Regions from separate parts of the Sus scrofa genome. Here region 2 is linked to region 1. The links are chromatin contacts, called in public Hi-C maps. All regions are on one chromosome and are shown on one strand. Each heading gives the region's core, a stretch centred on a gene start, on an enhancer-like site or on the middle of the called end of the contact. The rest is flanking DNA. Distances are from core to core; before and after follow the strand shown. Region 1 holds the start of EID3 (EP300-interacting inhibitor of differentiation 3). Region 2 holds the start of HCFC2 (host cell factor 2).

Region 1 (5,880 bases), core at 2,197-4,696:
GGAATCCACCTTTCACCTGAGTGACTTCCTTCCTGATTTCTGTGAGCCAGAAAGGAGAGGACCCCCTTGCACTGGCCATTTCTTAAGTAACTTTAATTCAAAATAATCAGTGTGCCATTGAGGCACATTTTGGGGCGGCCTAACCTTGACCCCAACATGACAGTTTTCTGTTTTTCTTTGTTCAGGGTGTGTTAGAGATTTGGGGACAGAGAAACAAGTATGAAATAGTCACTCTGGAAATTGGGGAAACAAATATACCAGAGATGTAAAGGATTGCCAGGCAGCTTTGGGGACATCCTGAAGTTTGTGGTCTTGACCTGAAAGTGAAATCACTTTTAATTTCTTTGTTTTCTCCTGCAGTGTTTTCTGGTTAAGTAGGGTATGGAATATGTGGACACCTAGGTTTTTGTTTTCTATGCGCTGCAGCCGTGGCAATGACGAATCTTTTAATCTACTGTGCTGGCCTCAGGGATGGAACCTGTGCCTCCCTTGACCAGAGCCGCTGCAGTCTGATTCTTAACCCACTGTGCCACAGTGGATACTCAGTGGACATCTAGGTTTAACAAGGGTGGCCCTTGCCAAATCAGTACAATTGAGGAGCTTGGACTTTATTTTGAGGTTTCTAGAGAGCTGCTGGAAGTCTGAGCAGAGAAGATTTCGGTGTCAGAAAGGTCGTTCTAGGGAGTTCCCCTTAGGGCTCAGCAGAAACAAACCTGATGAGTTCCTAGAGGATGCGGGTTCGTTCCCTGGCCTTGCTCAGGGGGTTAAGCATCTGGTGCTGCAGTGAGCTGTGGTGTAGGTCGCAGATGGGGCTTGGATCTGGTGTGGCTGTGGCCAGCAGCTACAGCTCCGATTTGACCTTAGCCTGGGAAATTCCATATGCCACAGGTGCAGCCCTAAAAAGCAAAAAAAAAAAAAAGTGGTTCTAGCTCAGCGAGCTGTGTGAGAGAGAAAGCCTTATGGAGGAACACTGGTTTAGTACAGTAGGACCCTTGAACAAACACCTGCTATTAATAGGGTGGCTGTTTATGTATTCAGTATATATTCATAGCTACCTAGTAGTGCAAAGTGCTGAGTAAGAATATGAGTAAGACTTGGGAAGTACGGAGAGCCTGGCTCACTGGGGTAACTAGCTGTAGGTGGCTTGGCATGGCTGGAGTTAAATATACTCAGTTTTCCTTAAACATGACAAACCAAAATCTAAGTGGGACAAAGGGGAATTTGTCACTTCTTTTCAGTATTAGTCAGGATGGACTAGATGTTTCCTTTAAAAGCCTGATCACTTCCTTTACAGAATCGCCAGACTGACTAATCCATTACCTTAGGGCAGTGGCTCCCAAACTACTGCTCACTGGAATCATCCAGGGAATTTTTAAAAACTCAGATGCTCAGGTCGCACCCAATACCAATTACATCAGAACGTCCGGGGGTGGGAGCCAGGCGTCAGTATTTTTAAAGACCTCGCATGATTACAACCGGTAGCAAAGTTCAGGAGTCACTGCCCGAGGGCATAGTCCGGTTTTGCTCAGTTAAGACACGTTCTTTTGGTTCTGGTTCCAAACATTCCTTAAATTGCATTTGCTCCTTTCCTGGGTTGGGGGCGCTGTGAGCGGGAAGTGGACGTGCTGTCACCCAATTAGGAGATCCCACTTTGCTAAGCCCATCAGCCAGGCGCCAGGGCTGCACGAGGAGTGGATTTTTGCTTTGTCATTCTGACTCTGGCGGTTTGCCCGCCCATTCAGGGGAGGGCGTGGCTTCTCCGAGCCTCTGGGAACCGGCCTCCCTTTCCCTTCAGTCGTCTCCGGTCCCGCATTGCATCGGATCGCGAGGTGGTGGGGCGCGTCAGAGAGGCGCCTGCTGCCCAACAGCTCGCGTTCCTGTAAGCTTCGGGCTCACCAAAAACGGAGGAAGCCCCGGGCCTCCCGCTGCGAGAACCCCGGGCCGAGAGCATCCGCCTGCCGGTGCGTTGCGAATGCGGAGCGAGGAGAGATGTTTGAGGGCGGGTCTGAGTAGGGGTGAGGCTTTATTGAGGCGGGTGAGCGTCTTGGCCGCATTCATTGTTTCGCCGGGTGGGTGAAAGCTTAGCGTGCGTGGAGGTGAGGCCGGCCCCCTGTCGGCCGGAGGTTTCCTTCCTCTAGCTCGTCTCCGTAGAGGCAGTGGGCAGAATATCGGAGGAAATGGACTTTTGTATCATTTCTTAGTGCACGGGTGTTGAAATGCAGGTAATAAGGTGATGAATAGATTGACAGACCCTTCTCAACATTAAGAGAGTTTAAGCAAGCCTCAAGGAATTTTCACACCATTGAATCTTCAGAAATCGTGAGAGGTTGGCAGATCATGCTTTCTGTGTGTGCAAGCGGGGAGACTAAGGCTCAGACTCCCGTGACTTTCCCCAGGCCGGCAAACGAGACAACTAAGAGGAACCCGTGCTTATCTCCCTGTATCAGGCAGTACCCGCTAAGCGTTAAAGGCTTCACCACACTGCCTGGTTTGACTCCTGGCTCTGCTGTTAACTAACTCTGGTTGCTTGAATTTGGGCAAGATAGGGGGTTTTTGGTGCCTCAGTTTTCTTATCTGTGAAATGGACCTGATAGGAGCGACTTCGAAAGGGTAGTTAGATTAAGTGTTAATCTATGCAACGCATTACAGAAGCGTTTTTATCATCAAACAACTGTACTTTGGGGTGCAGGTGTGGTTTTTGTCTCATGAATGGACCTCATGTCAGTATCAATGGAGTCTATTTTTAATTCTCACTGACTGACTCATTCTCTACCTGAGTTCACTCGTTTGTAAATTTGGACCGGTTTCACCCAGCCTGTCAGGTAGGGTGTTGCTGTATTATTTCAAGGTTCTTAAAGCACCCGTAAGTGGGCAGCGTGGGCTTCATTTTACCCCATGTTTTCAAACTTCAAAGAAACATTGGAAGTTGGTTTTTGGCACTCTGTATAGATGCAGAGTTCAAAGGCAGATTGAGTTGGAAGGTGTTTTTTGAAAAGTTGAGATAACTGTGCCCTAAGCTTCCTTTTGAGGCGTTTCTGAATTCGGGACCCACTGGGGACGTGTGACGTCTATTTTAGCGAGACTTGCCCTTTCCTGGGGTCTGCCTGGCGTTTGCGGCTGGCCGCGAGGCCGTCCCGGTCCTCCCGCCCGGGACCCGACCCTTGGCCGGCCTCGGTCAAGGTCAGGCGGGGCCCGGGACGGAGGGGCGGTCGCGCGGTGGGGGGGGGGGAGTGCAGTTGGGGACGCGGAAGCCCCGCCCCCGCCGCGCACTTCCCGCCGCCGCCCGGGGCGGAAAGACTGACCGGCTTCGCTCTGCTTTTGTGCCACAGAGGACGGGCGGGGCCTCGAGAGAGCGCTCTCCGAACTGACCTCGGAAACCGACGTGCCCGTTGTGTTTGTGAAGCGGCGAAAGATAGGCGGCCATGGTCAAACCCTGAAGGTAGGTGGGCGAGCTTTACGTCTCTGTAATGCGCCTGAACGGGGAACCGGCTCTTGGGGCCGGTGGTGGTCTCAGCCCTCCTCTCCAAGCCCGGGTGACCGGGAGCGGACCTCCCACCGAGCACATCCTTAGAAATGAGAAGGACGCGCGGGGCCAGCTCACGTGTTCATCGATGTTGATGAGACATACTTTTCAGAACGGGAAGCTTGGACGAGCGGATGGACCTATTTTCAGCTTTGAAAATAGGTTTTTAAACGTCCTTTTTTTCCTCCTTGCCTTGTTCTTTCTCTCCTAGTAACTCTATAAATAACTTAAAAATTTTTAGCAGCCGTGTACCTGCCGAATGTGAGTGTTTAGAGAAGTACTGCGAAGGGTGGATCAGGAAATGCTTATCTCTGTCCGTCCCTCTCATCTTCCTCTGTAATTTTCAGGGAGGGAAACCTGGAAACCCCAGGCTCAGGGGAGAGCGACCAGCAAGCCCTTAGAGCGAGTTCCTTACCCTTCAGGGGTTGCTTTTCTAGCCTTGAGTTAACAGCTGGGTAGAAGCATAGGCGAAGAAGAAATCTTTGCTTCGGCTGGTGGCGAGGGTGGTAGTGGCAGTCCTCCCTGGGCCCACGCACGAGGTCATGGCCCACCAGACGGGAGAAAGGCTGAGAGGCTGGGTGCACGTTAGCGGGATTTGCAGCCTGGTGATAGTCCACCTCTGGTGTGGTTGGTGACCAAGTTAGAAAGCCTCATCCCATCACTGTGATACATCTGCTTTAATTGTCTTTTTGTATTGAAGTAATTTTTAAGAAATGGAAGTCATACTGGAACATTGCCTTCTTAGAATTAAGCCTGAGGCCTCAGTTAAATGTAAAAGGTGTATTTAGATGGGTGCACATTCAGGAAGCAGGTAACAGTTAACTTGCATTTTTATTTACCATGTTTTCGTTCCTCTAAAAGAATCTTACCTTTTTGAAGAATGGGTATAGGAAATGAAGAGAGACTTGGAAGACAAATAGCACATTAATGGAAAATACTTAAAGGAGCTAAAAAGACTTTTAGCTTGATGTAAAATATGTTGTATTACTCAGACCTTTAGTTTGCAAGTAAAATGAGACAAAGTTCTATCAATATTCCTTCCTGTCTGATCTCTTTTCTCCACCTGTGTCATAAACAGATGGTCATGATTTTAACACCAGTGGGAGTAAAAAGGATCACTTTATATATAAGCTTTACATCCACTTAACTGATGAGATCTGATGTTTTCATTTCTATATTATCATAGTTAATTTCAGACATTTAGTGAAGTGCAATGTCAAGATTAAAGCATACCACCAAGTTATAATTAAAATTTTAAAAAGTTATTTATCACATCTCTTTTAAGCACACTTATCACTCTCTGTATCATTTGATTTATTTTTGGATTTTAATGAGTACTAAGAAATGAAAGAAGACACAAGGTAATGAGGCTTACTGCTTTGAAACTGTTCGTGAATTTCCAGCCAGTTGTTGCCCACATTTAGGAAGAAGCGGTAGGTTCTAAAATTCTTTAGGGAACACCAGGTTTGAGTGGAGAAAGGCATTATTTAGCAGAGAATGGAGTGCTTATAGGATTAGTGTTATCATCCTAAAGTCCACACCTTAAAAAAGGTAAAGATTTCCTGCTTTGATGCAACTTAAATAACGCAGAGGGAGCTTGTTAAAATACTGCTTTTCTTTTCTAAATGTTGTTTTCTTTTCTAAATGTTGTTTCTTCCTTTGTCTTCCTTTCTCCTCAATAAGCAACAGCAGCAGCAAAGCCTCCCTTGCTTTCACAGTGTACTCTAGAAGACCAGGGAGTGTGGTCCTGGAAGGAACTGATAATTTAGGTGGCTAACTACAGAATGAAGGCTTTAAAGAAGTGTATTTCAAAAACCTGTAGACTGTGTCACGTGCAAAGGATCCCCTGGAGTGCTTGTTAAACCTGCATGCCTGGGGTTTAGCTGAGGTCTTGTTCATTGAACCCTCTGGAAGGGGCTGGGATCTGCCTTTCAATTTATTTTTTTACAAGCCCCCCTCAGGTAGTTCTCGTGATAAATATCACATTTGAACCTTACTTTAATGTATAAAGTTATTTGGACACAGTTAGTTGCTACATAATTAGAAATGGAGAAAACCAAATAAAAAACTGCTCTTTAATTCCTAAAAGATACTAGTTAGAAGATAGCAAATAGAAACTCAACAGGCATGTAACACTTCCTACCTGAATAGAAAAACAGGGCGGAAGTTCCCGTTGTGGCGCAGTGGGTAACGAATCCGACTAGGAACCATGAGGTGGCGGGTTCGGCCCCTGCCCTTGCTCAGTGGGTTAACGATCCGGCGTTGCCATGAGCTGTGGTGTAGGTTGCAAACACAGCTCAGATCCCGAGTTGCTGTGGCTCTGGTGTAGGCCGGTGGCTACAGCTCCGATTCAACCC
Region 2 (5,880 bases), core at 1,839-4,338, 180 kb before region 1:
CACTTCCTTATTTGTTTTTCATTCTTGGACCTTCTGTGGCTTCCCTCCTCCCACTCCTCTGAGTGTTTTAATCTAGGCCATTAATAACATCCTAGTTTGCAAATCCAGCTGACACTGCTTCATGGTCTTTTTCTTATCTGACCTCTCTATGGCTCTTGGCTTAGATAACCACTTCCTCTCTGTGAAAGCCCCTTTCATGGTGACTTCTTTGATATCACCCTCACCCAGTTCCCTTTTGACTTCACTGACTTTTCGTTCCCCGTTTCATTCGTGAGAGCCTCCTTCTGTCTTTACCTCTTGAATACGGGCTTCTTCAGGGCGCTATTCGGCCTCATTCACCTCTTTCTACACTTCTCCTCCTAGGTGGTAACTTCATTTCTTAAAGTTTCAAAGATTGAAGAGAACTTTCTTGAGAACTGGGGACCTATTCTAGACTCCTTCCTTAAGCAGAGTTGAGTCAAAGCTGCTCTGGTAAAATATCTTCACCACTGGATTAAGCATCTTGTCAAGGATCAACCTGTGTCTCCCTGCACCCCCCCCCCGCCCCAAGATACAATGAAGTCCTAATGCCTGACACCTGTGAATTCAACATTATCTGAACATAGGTGTTTGCAGGAATAATCAAGTTAAAATGAGGTCATTAGGATTGGGCCCTAATCCAATACAACTGGTGAACTTATAAGAAGAGACAAAGACACACAAGGACAAGACCATGTAAACTGGAGGCAGAGATTGGAGTGATGTGGCTATAAGCCAAGGAACGTCTAGGATTGACAGCCACCACCAGAAGCTAGAAAGAGGCAAGGAAGCATTCTTCCCTACAGCTTCAGAGGGATCATATCCCTGCTGACACCTTGATTGTTAACTTCTAACCTCCAGAACTGCAAGACAAGTTTCTATTGTTAAAACCTGGTTTGTGGTACTTTGTTACAGCAGTCCTAGGAAATTAATACAGACCTCCACACAGTCCTGAAGCTCCTTTATCAAAGCAACTCTTACCACTAGTAATCTCTTTTGTCTTAATATTTTGGCTTCATCTTTCCCCTAGTTTAGAGATTTTCAGACTTTCAAATATCATGCCATTTTTTAAAAAATTTAATATCAATATTGGGTTTGCAATTTTAATTTTGCCCTTAGTCTTTTGCTACAAGGGCTTAAAAACACACACACAAAATTACCATCTACTTACAGAATCACTCATAAAAGTTGACTTTTTACAGAGACTTGCTCAGTCATAAAAAGGACATTTTAATACTAAACTCCCAGAATAAATTTCTTTAAATGAATTTTTTTTTTTTTTTGTCTTTTTAGGGCTACACCTGCAGCATTTGGAAATTCCCAGGCTAGGGGTTCAATTGGAGGTGCAGCTGCCGGCCTACACCCCAGCCACAGCAACATGGGATCGGAGCTGAATCTGTGACCTATACCACAGCTCATGGCAATGCCCAGATCCTTAACCTACAGAGTGAGGCCAGGGATCGAACCCACATCCTCATGGATAGTAGTCGGGTTCTTAACCTGTTGAACCATGATGGGAACTCCTTAATGAAATACTTTTTTAAAGTTTTACAAAAACCTCATTGCTCTATCCTAGCTTTTCCAGATACATAAAAACTTTCTAGGTGAAATATTTAAGAGTCCATGCTATACATGTGACCAAGAATCAATACATAGCCTTCCTTCTTTGTTCCCAGCCATCTTCCCATCCCAATTCCAACTTCTGTTTGACCATATTATGAAACTGCGGTATTAATCAGGGAAAGTAAGAACTTGAAAAGCAAGAGCCGGAAAGTATAGCAAGAATTCCTTCTAAAAAGGGAGAAACTACCTTTTTAGATGAATGTGAAGGTTAGGTTTGAGGGAATTGAGGGAGGGGAGATGAGCTAGGCCTAAGAGGGATATTTAAAGTAATAAGATGAGGAAAAAAAAAAATTTTAGGAAATTTGGTCTACATTGTTTGTATTCTCTCTGATACCTCTTGAGAGTGTGAGGTAGGAATTTAAATTGCTTTCAATTCCCCTCCATCCCCCTTGCCGAATTTGTGTCTCTCTGAGTGTGATTCTGTGTAGGACATGATCGAAAGGCAGCGGGGCTTAATAGGGTTGTATATGACCGTGATCGGAGGACGTATGGTATAGTGGTTATGGATTGAGTCTCTGGAAGAAGTTCTGCGTTTGAATCCTGACCCTAATCCTTTTCTGCTGTAGTGCCGGAGAGAATTACTTTACTCTTCTGCGCCTCATTTCCCCAACCACGAAAGGCTGAAAGGCTCACTTCACTGGGTTGTTGGGAGAATCGTGAGTTAATATACAAAAGGTAGGGAGGACAGTGCTTGTCAATAAAAGACCCTCAAATGTTAGAAAGTAATAAAACAGAAATCTATTATCAATCTCTCACCTGCTTAAAACAAACAAAACTTTTGCGGCTCGCCGTTCCTAAACTTCTCGGCACAGCACCCTCCGAACTTGATCTGCCTGACTTGCCTTTGCAGACTGAGCTCCGACCTTCCCTCCGGTGTTCATAGCAAAGGGGGGACACAGCGCTCGCAGCCGCTAGGTCGTGGTCCAGACCCTCTCCCTCCCTCCCCCCTTCGCTGGCATCCTCGACGTCCCCGCGCCTTGGCGCGCGTGTCATCCCTTCCGCGGAGGCAGGTTTCCCTCTCTCCTCTCCGTACTCCTGGCACTTCGAAACCTCTACGTGAGCTTTTCTCCCTTTGTGCATTGTTTAAAGGATCTGACTCGTCCACACGCCCTAGATGCTCAATTAAACTGACCCCCGTTTAATGAAAGGAAAACGCTGTACCTTTTTCTGCAAATACAAAATGGGGGGGGCTCTGTGTGGGGAGGGGAGACTTGGTCAGTAGGAAATGTCCTTCCACCCTAAGATCCATTGCCCTGGGTGCCAGGGCCAGCCACGTCGCCCGGGGGTGAGGACCGGGCTCTCTCGTCGGGACCCTCTAGGCTCCCGGCAGCCTGCGGTTCGGCTCGCGGCCACGTGACCACCACCTTCCCGCGGGGTTTCCCCCCCTTCAGCGGGCACAGCTGGAGGCCGGTCCCCGCCCTCCCCCGGGAACAGCGGCGCCGGAGCGGGGCGCGGTGCATTGTGGGCAGAGGGGCGGGGGTTGGGAAGATGGCGGCTCCCAGCCTCCTTAACTGGAGGCGGGTTTCCTCCTTCACGGGGCCGGTCCCCCGCGCCCGGCACGGACACCGGGCGGTGGCCATCCGGGAGCTGATGATCATCTTTGGAGGGGGCAACGAGGGCATCGCGGACGAGCTGCACGTCTACAACACGGGTAGGCGCGGCGGCGGTTTTTCGGCCCCGCCTGTGGGAGCCGCGGAGGGGGAGGGGAGGAGAGGCGAGGCGGCGGCCGCGGCCCTGACAGCTGTCACCGCCGGGTCACTGCCTCCACCAGCGGGCGGCGGGGAGCGCGGCTTGGCCAGACAGTCTCGCTCCCGCAGTGTCCCGGGAGGTAGCTCCGTTTCCCCAGGGTCCGCGGGGCGGAACCGGCCGACAAGCGGGGAGCGCCGGCCCTCGGGCAGACGGTGCAGGACCCCCCACGCCGCAGCCCTGCTGGGGGACGTAGGCGAGGGAGACAGTTCCCACCCGCCTGGGCCTCTTCCCCAAGTCTTGCCCACTCTGGGGTCCCGAGAGTCCCTCCTCTGTCAAAACCTAACTCCAAACCAGAGCTTCTCTGGGCCTTTCCTGTCTTTGCCTGCCTTCCTTACGAGGAAAAGAATATAGGGGAGGCGAGGAGGGGAAACGAGAGGCTTTCGGGTACTTTCACCCCAAATACAGCCCCGTGTCCAGCAGGTGACAGTCAAGATTTTTACCCCATTGGTAGCCCTCTTAACTGGCGGGGAAGTGGTCGGTGGCTGAGCCCGGCGCCTGCCTCTGCGTGGTTGGGTGTGTGTGCCCACGCTCAGCCGTGAGGCGCTCGGAGAGAGGACTGTCAGCTCGAGCACCGCTGCAAATCAGAACTACCCGCGGCCGCGGAGGCCCTGCCTTTGAGTACCTCCGTGGGATAGAAAAGAGACTGGAATTTCATTTATCCCGCTTGTAAACGAGCCAGCTATCTGGAGGAAACTTGTTTTCTTGGTGTACGGCTAATTGATGAATTTGGAATCTGTTATGATCAATTATTTTTCTTTGACCAAACAGCTTAATCATAGTGGTCATTAAAAAAAAATAAATGAAATTGTGGAGTAGGGGGAAGTCTTTTTTTTTTCTTCCCCCCGCCCTTCCTCCTGGCACCCTAGCATAAAAAGTTAGTTGACAGTTTAGTATAGTGTAAAAACCTTGGCTTTGGAATAAGACCTAGTTTGAATTTTGCTCTGCCAGTTGCCCAGGATCAGTGCCTCAGTTACTAAATAGAAGTGTCAGATTTTTCACTTGGGAAATGGAAAGGATGATACTCTCCAAGTAGGGTTGTGGTCAGAAGTTAAATAATATAGACCAGGGGTTTTTTTGTTTGTCTTTTTAGGGCCGCACCCGAGGCATATGGAGGGTCCCAGGCTAGGGGTCTAAGTGGAGCTGCAGGCACCGGGCCTACACCACAGCCGCAGCAATGGCAGATCCTTAACCCACTGAGCAAGGCCAGGGATCGAACCCACAACTTAACAGTTCCTAGTCGGATTCATTTCTGCTACGCCACAGCGATAACTCCTAGACCACGGTTTTTCGAACAGCACTATTCATATTTGAACCGGATAATTATTTGTTGTTATAGGAGGCTGCAGTCTACATTGTGTGATGTTTGGCAACATCCCTACCCTCTACCCACGAGTTTCCAGCAGCATTCCCCCTCCCTCTAGTTATAACTAAAATTTTTTTGTTATAACTAGAGGGGGCAAAATAATTCCCTATTAAGAACCACTGGTATAGGTGATAAATGTAAAAGCACATACTAATAGTTTGTAGTAATTGTTTATTATAATTGGTTTTAATTTTATTTTGGCAACTAGTTACGAATCAGTGGTTCCTACCTGCTGTTAGAGGAGACATCCCTCCAGGCTGTGCTGCCCATGGATTTGTCTGTGATGGTACCAGAATTTTAGTATTTGGGGGAATGGTTGAATATGGAAGATACAGCAATGAGTTATATGAGTTACAAGTAAGTGTCTTTCAAGTTTGTTATCTCAAGCTGAAGTTTTAATAATGGTATTGCTCATAATTCTTTGAAAGATTGAAAAATATTTCATTAATGTGCTTAAAATAGTGTGTGAGCTTCACGTTTTTTTGTTTGTTTGCTTTTTCTAGGGCTGCTCCCACAGCATACAGGGGTTCCCAGGCTAGGGGTCTAATTGGAGCTGTAGCCGCCAGCCTACACCAGAGCCACAGCAACGTGGGATCCAAGCCACATCTGCGACCCACACCACAGCTCACAGCAACGCCAGATCCTTAACCCACTGAGCAAGGCCAGGGATGGAACCCGCAACCTCATGGTTCCTAGTCAGATTTGTTAACCGCTGGGCCATGACCAGAAACTCCATGAGCTTCACATTTTATAGCTTCAAAGGAAACGTTTCCACTTAACTAAAAAGCCAGAGTTTCTAATGTAAATCTTTTCTCCAGTATGCCCAGCGACATTTGTAACATTAAGATATCTGTTACTTAGCATCATTTGTAACATGAAGATATCTGTTACTTAGAATCAGTTGTACTTGTTGTATGTTTGGGCTTTTGTATCTTGGTGCAGTCCTTTTTCAGCTTCAGCCTGCTGCAGCAGAAGCACCTGGAGGGTTTGTGAAAACACAGATTGCTGGAACCTGCACTCAGAGTTTCTGAATCAGCATTCTCTATAGTGGGGCCTTATAATTTGCATTCCTACCAAGTTCCCACCTGCTGCTGCGGCTGCTGGTCCCCAGACCATACTATGAAAAC

What was found. A called contact is a pair of places that touch in the nucleus more often than the background predicts.
Region 2: a Hi-C map of skeletal muscle shows a contact between it and region 1, with 4 times the contacts expected there. The contact joins the promoter of HCFC2 here to the promoter of EID3 in region 1. A contact is called at or near these places in 2 of 47 Hi-C or Micro-C datasets (heart right ventricle and skeletal muscle).

What each region holds. Positions count from the first base shown.
Region 1 is chr5:80,232,133-80,238,012 of Sscrofa11.1, reverse strand. EID3 (EP300-interacting inhibitor of differentiation 3) reads left to right here and starts at 3,446. Exons shown (of 1, transcript XM_021092633.1): 1 at 3,446-5,880.
Region 2 is chr5:80,407,006-80,412,885 of Sscrofa11.1, reverse strand. HCFC2 (host cell factor 2) reads left to right here and starts at 3,088. Exons shown (of 15, transcript XM_003126644.5): 1 at 3,088-3,292; 2 at 4,962-5,110. The coding sequence starts at 3,130. It overlaps GLT8D2 (glycosyltransferase 8 domain-containing protein 2), which reads right to left and starts at 2,971. Exons shown (of 11, transcript XM_021092640.1): 1 at 2,803-2,971.